2 separate regions of the Mus musculus genome follow, and region 1 is linked to region 2. Evidence: chromatin contacts called from public HiChIP or PLAC-seq data. All regions are on one chromosome and are shown on one strand. Each heading gives the region's core, a stretch centred on a gene start, on an enhancer-like site or on the middle of the called end of the contact. The rest is flanking DNA. Distances are from core to core; before and after follow the strand shown.

The links. HiChIP or PLAC-seq counts read pairs in DNA pulled down with a chosen protein or histone mark.
Region 1: an H3K27ac HiChIP or PLAC-seq map of SST interneurons shows a contact between it and region 2, with 10 times the contacts expected there. The contact joins the promoter of Ptprt here to the enhancer-like site in region 2. A contact is called at or near these places in 7 of 39 promoter capture datasets (cranial neural crest, frontonasal cranial neural crest, hippocampal neurons and 3 more), 1 of 484 Hi-C or Micro-C datasets (cortical neurons) and 4 of 115 datasets of contacts at active chromatin or transcription factors (SST interneurons, astrocytes, embryonic forebrain and 1 more).

What each region holds. Positions count from the first base shown.
Region 1 is chr2:162,659,860-162,665,267 of GRCm38.p6, forward strand. Ptprt (protein tyrosine phosphatase, receptor type, T) reads right to left here and starts at 1,288. Exons shown (of 31, transcript NM_001291150.1): 1 at 941-1,288. The coding sequence starts at 1,040. It overlaps 9430021M05Rik (RIKEN cDNA 9430021M05 gene), which reads left to right and starts at 1,304. Exons shown (of 4, transcript NR_033569.1): 1 at 1,304-1,567; 2 at 1,862-1,937.
Region 2 is chr2:162,339,811-162,345,269 of GRCm38.p6, forward strand. The region is part of intron 2 of Ptprt (protein tyrosine phosphatase, receptor type, T); the gene reads right to left. Among named protein-coding and RNA genes, the nearest start is that of Ptprtos, 48 kb to the right of the region's middle. Within about 2 kb of position 2,276, at least 5 of the 459 cell types and tissues checked have an H3K27ac peak or open chromatin away from gene starts, as enhancers often do. A contact at or near this core is called in SST interneurons, where this site is marked.

The DNA.
Region 1 (5,408 bases), core at 38-2,537, 320 kb after region 2:
GCCCCCCGCCCCCGACCCCGACCAGCGACAGCAGCTCAGTGTGGTCACTCCTAAACCAAAGGTGCTAAGAAACTTCGAGGTGATTTTGAACTTGGAGGTATCCCTCCCCACCTCTCCTTCCCTCTTTAAGGGACTCACGGAAGGAAGCCCTACCAGTGGGGTTTTAGTGATGAGAGAGACCCTCGGTAGTGGTCTCTTCAGCTCAGTCGCCACTAAGAAGACACTAGACACACTCTGGGGAACTAGCTACCTGCCCATGGGCAAGCCGAAAGACGAGTGTCCCGAAGTTTTCAGAAGCCCACTAGCTCACTGATCAAAGCCACTGCACTTAAAGGGCCTTAGCAGGGTACCCATTACTCTGGACAGAGCCACGAGGTGAGGTGAGGGTTTAGCCGAGTGGGTCATTCACAAGAACACTCCCATGGGAAGTCCCAGCTGCTAAGGGCTCGCTAAGGGGAGCGGCGTGTTTAGAACAACACTGGATGATCTTCAGTGTCTCCCAGGAGAAAGGAAAAGCCACCGCCCTGGCAGCCTGGGCCTGCTAGGGACCTGTGCTCCCCACTCCAAGAGCGCGCAGCCCAGGAAGCTGCCCGGGTGACAGTGCTCCGCGCCGGGCGAGAAGCGGCGCCTCCTCCCTCCACCCCGAAACACTCGAGTGACAGGTTCCGACAAGTGGGAGGCAGCAAGTGGAAATATTCGCAACAGCCGCGCAAAGTTACTCCCGCCCGGGGGTGGGGGGGAAGCGGCAGGAAAGTAAGGCGACGAGGGGCCAGGGGGGGACCTGGAGCGGGACTGGGCACGCCTGGACACAGCAGCTGCGTCCGGAGGTTGGGACGGGACTCCCACCGGGCCCCGGCATCCCCTGGCCACGGGACCCAACTTTCTCCTCCCAGGGCTGGGGAGAGCGAAGGGGCCCGGGGAGCCCGGCGGGCGCACTCACCTGCGGCGCTCTGCGCTCCGGCGCCGGGCAACGGCGGCCGCTGCAGCCCCAGGAGCAGGAGCCGGAGCAGGCAGAGGGCGAGCCCGCCAAGGCTCCCCATCCGGGCGGCAAGCGGCTCAGCCCCTTCCCGAGGGCGCCGGGGCCGGGACTCGGGCGGGCGCGGGGCGGCCCCGCATCGCCAGCGCGGCTGCAGGCAGTGCGCGCCGCTGGGCTCCCGGGGCTGGCTCCTCTCCGGCTGCGGGAGCCGGCGCCGCTGCGCTCCGAGCCCAGGCGCGGCGCGAACTGAGGCGCGAGGCTGGGCGGGGGCGGGACGCGGGGGCCGGGGGGCGGTGTCCCCAGAGTCCTAACGCCGCCGCCGTCGCCGCCGCCCGCCCGGGCGCTCCGCCTCGGCCACGCACACACACCCTCGCGCGCACGCCCGCCCGCGCCTGGCACACGCCCGCGGCTGCCACTCGCGGGCTCCCCCACGCACCCTCTCCCGGGCTGGCCGGCTCGGGGCCGCTCGCGCACTCAAGCGCGTACACACATCGCTCTTGCACACACAGGATCTGCGGGGTATTCGCCTCTTCGCCCCGCGCCACACCACCCAGCTGAGCATCGCTTTCAGGCTACCCTGCGGGGGCGCAGGTACGAGGCGATGGGGGGAGGAGAGAAACCTGGAACAGCCTTTGAAGTAAGGGTGGGAGAACAGGTGACTGGGGGGGGGGGGGGCAGTGCGAGCAGGCAGGGGGAGGGAGAGGCCCGATCAACTCCGGACGCTACAGGGCTGTGAATTGCGGGAGGGGGATGCTTCGCAAAGCTGGGGACAGCTGTTGAAGGGTCTCCTGCACACCCTAAAATTCTCTCGTATATTCATATTCTCCCTTTCTCTTTCTTTCTCTCTCCCTTTCCCTCCCTCTTTCCTCATCCCCTATCATCTAGTCAGCAGTCCAGCACAGCCGACCTTAATCACAACACATCTCTTTCTCTTGTCCCTAACCCCGCCCTACACACACAGGTGTGGGAATCTCTCCCCCTTCTCTAGCTGCCTCCCCTGTTCTCCCTTTCAGAGAGAAATGGAGCTTTCCCCCTTTTGCTTCCTGGTCTGAACAAAGACCTGGCTGGGGCTGAAGGCCTAAAGACATAGATCACTGGGCAGTGCCTGCCACAGCCCACAGGCCTGCCACCAGGGGAGGGATGTGAGCCTTGTATATAAAGGCCTTCGATAAGGACACCCAAAGATGCTGAAGGGATTCCTACTTTGTAAACACTTTACTGCCTGCCCAAAGCCCTCCTTCGGTTTAACAAAGTGTTTCCCCCTCCCCATTCCACTCCCTTGTTGGAGTCCCAAAGGACTGAACCGGACAGACAGACCATTAGGAGTCATATGGAAGTCAAACACAGCCAGCATCTCCAAAAGTGGGGCACCAGGGGCTCTGGGTTGGAGTTGCTTTGGCAGAGCCTCACTGGTACCCCAGCTCTGCCGAGGTGGACGTTTTTTATTGAACACCAGCCCATTTATTTCTCTCAGCCCACACTTGTAATTCCAGGCAAATGCTTCCACCTGGCTCTGAACGACCTCCCTCCACCTCCACAGCCTCCACTTTTCTCAAGATAAACACAGGGGCCAGCCCATTGCATGGCCAAGCACCTCCCACACTTCCCTGGTCAAAGCACTCTCCCAGGGGAGAGGACCCCTCCCCCCCCCAAAAAAAAGAAAACCCTGCTGCTTAGCCCTCACTCCAGGGAATAGGGTTTGTGCTCTGGGGGGTTTTGGGGGGGGGGGGAGTGGCGGGAGCCTGGGAGTTAGACCTCTTGCAAGCTACCTTGCAGGTCCTTAAATTTTTTACTAATATTGACAGTGCACTTGACTGGGCAGTCATAGCCTTGGCTGTTCTCTGGTGACACAGGATGATTGCCCCCCTGGGAACAATAGGAATAGAAGATCCCTTCAGCTCAGAGCTAAACTGCCCAACTGTTTGATCCAGCCCATGTCTATCCAGGCCTAGCCTTAAGTTAATGAGTTAGAGTGCAGCCTCTAAGAAGAAACATGACTCCAGCCCACAGCTGTGATTGTCCTGGCTGATGGGAGACTGGGGGGGGGGGGGGGGGGGGCTCTGACCCAGGAGAGGAATAGGAGGTCTCTAAGCCACTAAGTAGTTTGGTGTAACTTGTCAGGGTTCCCCTGAGTGCCTGCCAATCCGTCCCCTCTCTCAGGCATTCTAAGGATAAAATAGCGGTTCTCGGGACATCTTCTGGGCTCTCACCATCCCTCAGCTCCTGAGCCCATGCTACAGGATGTTATTTATCACTGTAGCCAAAACTCCAAAATCCGAATGGGGATCGCATGGCCCCAAGGAAAGTCATCTTGTTTCTTGGTGAGCGACTAGCAGAATGTGACCTGATCACAGCAGCAGGTCTTGCTTGCCCAGCTGCAGGGTCTCAAACCAGCACCCTCTTGGGTTTGGTCTGGAGCTGTAGTTCCCAGGCCCTGTGCTCCACCTACTGACTGGTAAGCTTTGGCATCTGGCCTCACTGTCACACTGCACCAGACCAGCTCCCTCTGCCTGGAAGGGCCATCTCACATCCCTTCCCGGGTAAACTCACTTAAGTTTCTCTTTGAGGCATTTGGTCAGCAAACCTGTTGTCCTGGTCCCCTAGGTGCATCACCTAGGAGATGCTATCTCTCCACTTGTCTGTCCTAGGAGACAGTTCCCACAATGCATCTGGACGCTTCACCCAGGGCTGAGGGCAGAGGAGCTTTAAGGAAGGAGGAGGGTGGGTCCCACAAGATCAGTAATGCCCTAAAGATCTTCTCAGAACCAGCTAAAACCACCCTCTCAGAAGGCCAGGGTTCCGAGAGCTCCAGGGTCAATTCCTTACTTCCTGCATTAGCAGCTGGAGGGGGGGGGGGGGATATCTGGTTAGAGAAGAGAAACAGCCATTTGACTCCATCCACCTGCCCAGTGGGAGGGTGCTTTCCTCTTGGCTCCTAGTGCAGGGCAGGCTTTGCATCAGTGCTGAATGAAGGTAGAGCCCAGGGGGTGTCCTGTGATAGCTAGAGGGAGTGAGTACTCCACCAAGCAACCTCCAGTGCTGCTGGACCAGCAGGCCTCTCTCTCTCTCCCCCCCCCCTCTCCCTTCCCCTCCCCCTCCCTCTCATCCTCTGGGCCAGTATTCCATTTACCCTGTGGGATGCTTGGCAAACCTTTAGAAGCCTTAGTTTTCCTATCTGCATGGTGACTTCCCTTCCAACCCTAGTAGGGGTCGAAACAGGAGAATTCAGATGTTGTCTCTTTATCTGGGCAGTTTTCAAGGAAGTGGAAAATGGGATGTACCCTCTCCACAGTGAGCGACACCTGCTGTGCTCACAGTGAGCATGAGTCCAAGAGGCTGAGACTGCAGCCTGAGCAACAGGTGTGACCTATGCCCTCTGGGAGGAAGCATGTACAAAGAGAGGACAGAAAAACACACAGAGACAGGCCTCGTCTCCAGACTCCTTCTGTCCCAGTGTTTCCCAACCTGTCAGCAACCAGGAAAAGACACTCAAGGGCAAAGTGCCTCATCTACCTGTGTAGAAAGGCCAGTGGTGTGGTCCTTGATTTACCCCCATCTTATATATAAGGAGAAGGAGACTCAGGGAAAACAAAGGCCTGTGTGAAGAGATGCTGTGTCCCCTCACTTGCTGTGGGTAGCTGCACTCTTCTTTCTGGGACCCAAGAATACACTTGCTACGTTGCTTATAATTCATCATTTCAGTCTGTATCTAGCAATACTTCAAGTGTTCAGAGGCCACAAATGGTGAGTAGCAGCCGAATGCCACAGCTATAGAAACTTCTACTAACACTGCTATGGCCACGGTTGCCACGCCTCTCCAAAGTCTGACCCATTGTCTGTATTATAAAGTTTTATTGTGCCACAGACATACATAGACCTTGACACATGGATACTTTTTCATATAAACATCTGTTAACACTTTTGTACAGCAGAGGTGACCAAACCATAGGCCATGACTCACATCCAGCCCACTGCTTGATTTTGTTAATAAAGCTTTATTAGCATACAGATTCATTTATTTGGCATGTTATCTTTGCCTGCTCCTAATCTGCATAGGCAGCCACAATATTAATGTCTTTAGTTCATGGACAAAGTGTGACCTCTTTTTAGGTAAAAGTCTCATAGGACAGTCTGACAACCAACCACTGACCTAAAACTCACTTGCAAATGGGGTATCTGGACCAGGAGAATTTCTCTCCCTTCCCCTCCCCCACCTCCTCTCCCTCTCTCCTGTGAACATATCTCAATACAAGTTTTCAGGCCCCACCCTAACCCTATGGAAACACTGGAGGTAGAACCCGGAAATCTTCGAGTTAGACAGCCTTGCCAGGTGATTCCGATAGGAGCTTGAGTTTGGAACCCACGTTATAACACATTCCTGAAGGAAGTTCCAGGAACTGGCACAGCTAGGATGCTTGTGGGCTTTCATGGG
Region 2 (5,459 bases), core at 1,026-3,525:
CCTTAGCAAAATTAATCATTTTATATTATTTTTATAACTAGTTATTACTAAGGCTGAGGAAATTGTTGATTTTCCTATGATTAGTCCCTGACTGGCTGCCCTGTTGTACTCTTGCACTGGGTTGTAATGGTTTTTCACTTATTTCTCTTGAGCTTTGGGTGAATAATAATATCCTCTGCAAATAACAACTTTATGCCTCCCATAATTACACTTCCCATTCAATGGCCAGAAATCTCTTCATGAATGTTAAACAATTTTAATGCTCATGAGCATCCTACTTTTAGAATACTTTTAGGAGAGGGTTGTTGGTCTGGAATAGACACATTCCCTCACATTAAAAGGAAGTAGCTTTTTAGGTCTTTTGGGGGTAACAATTACTGTCTGTTCTCCCACTAGACTTTGTAACTAGTGTCCCTGTTCCTCAATCCAGATAGACCCTTTTCCGTGCTCTGTACTTAAGAGGGGGAGCCTCCTTGGCCTTCATCTCCAGGCATCATGCACCAGCTACCCTGGCTCATTACAGCCAAAGGGAAACAGAAGGCAATGGATGGCTGTGTTGTCCATACTTCAAGCAGTTCCCTAATGGGCTTCCCTGCCCTGGCCCCTTAGACTCCTCTCTGAGTTCAGCCACTTGTACTTAGCTTTCTCATTAATTTACATAATCCTGACTCTACCAAATTCATTACATCATTCCTCAGTCTCTCTCTTTTCATTCAGACTTCACTTGATTGATAGATTGGGGCCCATTGTTGACTCTTATTCAAACATCAGCAATCTAAAAATAACCAAAATGGTTTCTCCCTGGTAACATAAATGAAACACTTAACTATCCATGCATTCATTTAAGAGAATAATCTGAGTATCTACTATGTGTCAGTTGCTACAGTAACATGAAGATTGACATGGAAAACCATGAGCTAGGGGGATAGTTTAGGTGATAAAGTATTTACCATGAAACTCTCAGGACCTGAGTTCAGTACTTAGTACCTAAGCAAAAGAGTCAGGCACTGTGGCACACATTTGTAATCCTAGCAATTGGAAGTAAACACAGGCAGATCTTTGGGGTTCACACAGCCTCACCTAACCGGTGAGTTCCAAGGTTGCAGAGAAAACTTGTTCTCAAGAAATCAAGATGGATTGTGTCTGAGGAATGACACCAAGGTTGACCTCTGACCTCCACACAATAGGTGCAGTTAAACACACAAACACACACACACACACACACACACACACACACACACACACACACACACTTGAAAATAGCACAAAATAAAACAGAAGGTCCCAATCCTTCCTTCTGTTCTCTTAGGAGAAACAGATACTGAAGCAAATACATACATCATAGAACTGAGTGTTATTAAAGATACATATGCTACAAGGACAGTCACAGAGTACTTCTCACTGAAGGTGACAGTTAAATTGAAAGAAAACTCTGGAAAAAGCCTTCCCCAAGTACCAGGTCCCTGAGACAGCAAATAGCAGGTGAGGCTGAAGGTCTAACAGAGTGTCCCCAAAAGGGAGTGTGTGTCAAAAGATGTGGGTAACCAGAAAACAGATCTAGAGCCACACCGCTCAAGAGAAGTAAGTGGAAGTCATCCTCTCCCTTCAAAAAATTTTATCAGCCATATGTTAAAAGGTTTAAAAAAACAAAACAAAACAAAACATTTAGTATGTTTAACTTAGCTCATCAGAATCCAGAAGGCCATGCAAACAGAAAATCCTCTGGCGCCCCAGTCCCTTAAACAAAATAATGTGCTACTGGCATATAATTGGCCCACCTTCCCAATTATTTGACCATTGTTTTTATATTAAATGTTTATGTTCAAGTATGTGTTTTATTCTTCAAGCACATCTCATTTTGGACTAGCCATATTTTAAGTGTACGGTGGCCACTGTCATGACAACACAAAGCTGGATGTTGCAATCCTTGGGCCTAGGTGGCAAGGTCTTGTATGATTAGCAGGGAAAGGATGTCTGGGACTTATCCCTCTCTCCCAGTACACTGTGGAGTATATAGTTGCTGTTCAATGTGTGCTTGCCACACAGAGTAAACTACAGAGTACAGTCAAGAATCCTGAAACAGAGAGATGGCTCCAAAATCATTTCAGTATCATCTTTAGGAAACTGGGCCCATCCTGGGTACCCAGGTTAGGGAGAACATTGGGTCTACTTGCTGAGACTCCTATCATGGAGGCTGTTGAAGGCTACTGCCCCCATGGCCAGCCACTTGGTGCAGCTGCTCTCTTAATTCAGAAAGATCACATTGCACCATATGCCAAGGAGCTGGAGGGAGGGAGCCCATTAGCATTCATTGTAGGCAGCTTTTCATTTGGAAAAGCACCTCAAATGTGCCGATCCACATTGCTTTGCTTCATTTTTCAACATTCATGAGTGTAATTGCATTTATTTTTCTCGTCAAGACTGCAAAACAAGTGATAATTTACTATATTACAGCCCATATCGGCTGGGTTTGCAGTCACAACAACTTTAATCCGCCCTCCCAGGGGCTGGTGAGTAAGCAGGGGTGGTCTTTTCAGAAAGCACTACAGTTCTTTGACACAGGAAGTTTGAAACCAGCTGTTCTTGAAGGTCACAGTAACAGCAGCAACAAGAAATACCTAGAAAGACAGAGTTCTCCAAATCTGCTTCCCATTGCCTTAGGTCCACTTACAGTAACAACATGAGGCAGACAGATGTTTCCAGTCTTACATCACAAGAAGAGAGACTTGGGTACAAAGAGGTGATTCTTTGCCATGCTATCTATTCATGGTAATGGATCCATGATGCCCAGAACTGTGGTATGACTCAGGCAAGACTTGGGCAGCTGGGAGAGTTGACATGACCTAAGCATTTAGCCCATGTGTCCAGGGCATCTGCCCATTCAGGTAAACTACTTGCTTAAGCCTGCCACAGAAGTCCCCCTTTCTGGAGAGACCTGAGGCAAGTGGGTGGGGACTTGATTCAGACCCACCTGTTTTTGAGCTTCTAGAATGAGAAGTGGGAAGCCTGGTTCTGAAAATTGCTATCTATAGATAATCTCTTCCTTGTCAAAACAGAAACTAAGTCCTCAGGTCTATCAAGACTGCAGGGCACAAATGCTCATGAGTTCTTGAGTAGCTCTGTAAGGATAACCAGGATCCAGGTCTAAAAGATGTCTGAGGAATTTTGGTTTGCAGGCTGTTTTTTGAGACAAGGTCTGACCACATGGCCAAAGCCAACCCTGACCTTGTGATCTTCCTGCTCCTGGATCTGGAATGCTGGGACTATGTTATTAGTTGTCATGCCTGACTAAGCCTGCTGGTCTCCTAAATTCATTTCCTAAGTACGATTACAGTAGCAGGCATGGCTGGAGTTCAGTGGTAGGAAGACCTTCATCTGTTGTCGGGGATCTTTAAAAGGATGTATACTCCATAATCTGGCTGATTCCCCACCCCAGTCACAAGCCAGGGCTTGGGAACAGCTGGTATTACCCTGATGGTTCTAGGTGAGCTGAACAGATCATGTGAAGCCTTAGATCCCCCAAACAGACAATTGCCAACATGCAACTTGACATTTCTAGCTCTCTCTGAGACAGGCAACAGTGGCTAAGGCATGTAGAATCTGAAATGTCATGTGTTGATCTGTGTTCAGAGAGTCACTACAGATACCTGGTCGTCATTCTCTCTTACAGTGGGCCATTGCCAACTGTTTCTGTTTCTTCTCTGCAGAACCAGCACCCCTAATGATATCCTCAACCTAATTCAGAAACTAGTAAAGGTGACTATATGTGGACTCTAAAATAGCCATGTCTGGAACTCGCTGCTGAAGCTCAGCATACAAGTAAACAAAGAGCCTTCAGTAACTAGTGGTAAAAGGGAACTATGGACTCCATAGAGTAAAACAGACCACAATTAGCACCTAGCACATTTCAATATGCATAAAAAGAGAAAAAGGGACAGGCATGAGTTTTATCCAGAGGACAGGTAGACATCCCAATCCAAGGGAGAGTTCAGCTCTGAGACTGGTCAGCCCTTGGAAGTCAACTGTTTGAAATCTCTCAAGGGTCCACACACCCAACATTTTGTGACATTTAATCTCACTGTTCCCAGTTGCACAGCCTTCTCTTCAAGGTTACAGAAAACCCTAAGCCAAAGAAGGCAGTCGACACTATCAGTCAAGGCACTCCAGGCAACTCTCCTGGCTGTGGTGCCCTTGAACTTCATATGAGAAGATGCCCCTGGTAACCCTCCTGGAAGTCAACTATGTAGAGACTCCAGGACAAAGGTTGGTGACTTTTTATTTTAATCAAAGGAAAAAGATTTTCGATCTAGGAAAAATAATCTTTCTGTGATTATTGTTTACATTATAAAGTCTAAAACTTTGTGTAAAGTTTAAAAACCCAGGCTTGTAAAACTGAACATTTTTTTTTTTGATGGAGTAAAATCAGATAATCATTTTATTTCATCCTGGTGTTAAATCAAGTCTATCTTTTAATTATCAATACTACCACTAACCCCCAAAGAAAAACAAGTATTCTTTTACAACAGCTATACTGTGTTTAGAATGAGTCTCTGTGTCCATCTACACATCCTTGAGTGCAGGTGAGATTCTCTTCATTCTATTTAGTGAAGAAGCCATAAAGTCTTTGACTGCCAAGCATCATACCCCAACAGAATAGCCTCACAGATCCCATGTTATGGCAAAAATACAAGAACACTGTATTTTTACCTACTCAATTTGCCTTCATTGTGTAGGGCCCAGAGGGACTAAATATCTGGTTCCTTGCAACCCTGCATCTCAGGAACAAAACAGCCAGGAACCAGGTTCTAAACAAATAATTCTGTAGAGCTAACTGTGGCCAATTGTTACACAAAATATCTATTGAAGTTTTCATTTTGCAAAACCAAAATGTGGCGTGCGTGCACTTGCTGTGCTTTGAATGCACTTGTCCCTCAAAGTTTCTATGTAGAAGCTTGATGTATGAACATCAAGTGGTGAGGGCCTGGTTAAGTCACGAGGGCCAGGCCCTCATGCATGGAGTGAGTGACCTTAACAGGGCTGCAGAGACCTAAGTATCATCTTTCATGTGAAAACATACTTGTGTGTGTGTGTGTGTGTGTGTGTGTGTGTGTGTGTGTGTGTGTGTGTGTTCCATCAATACCATCTTTTTGATAGTCTCTTAGATGCAGAGTGCGACTCCATTATTGCATTATTGAGGAGTCCAGGACCATGACCCTGGACTCCTCAGCTCATAGGACTGTGAGAAATAAACGCCTATTATTTACAAACTACCACCTCACAGAGCTCTACTTGTATAACATGAGCATGCCATTTAATACTATGCCCCTCCGCTTCTCCTCCCAGTGGCAGCAATCTCAAGCCTATTTTAGGTTTTATTATTTTCTCTATTATAGGAATCTCATTGTGTGTTTTTACATCTGAAATGTCCCCCATAGGCTAGTGTTTTAAATGTTTATTCC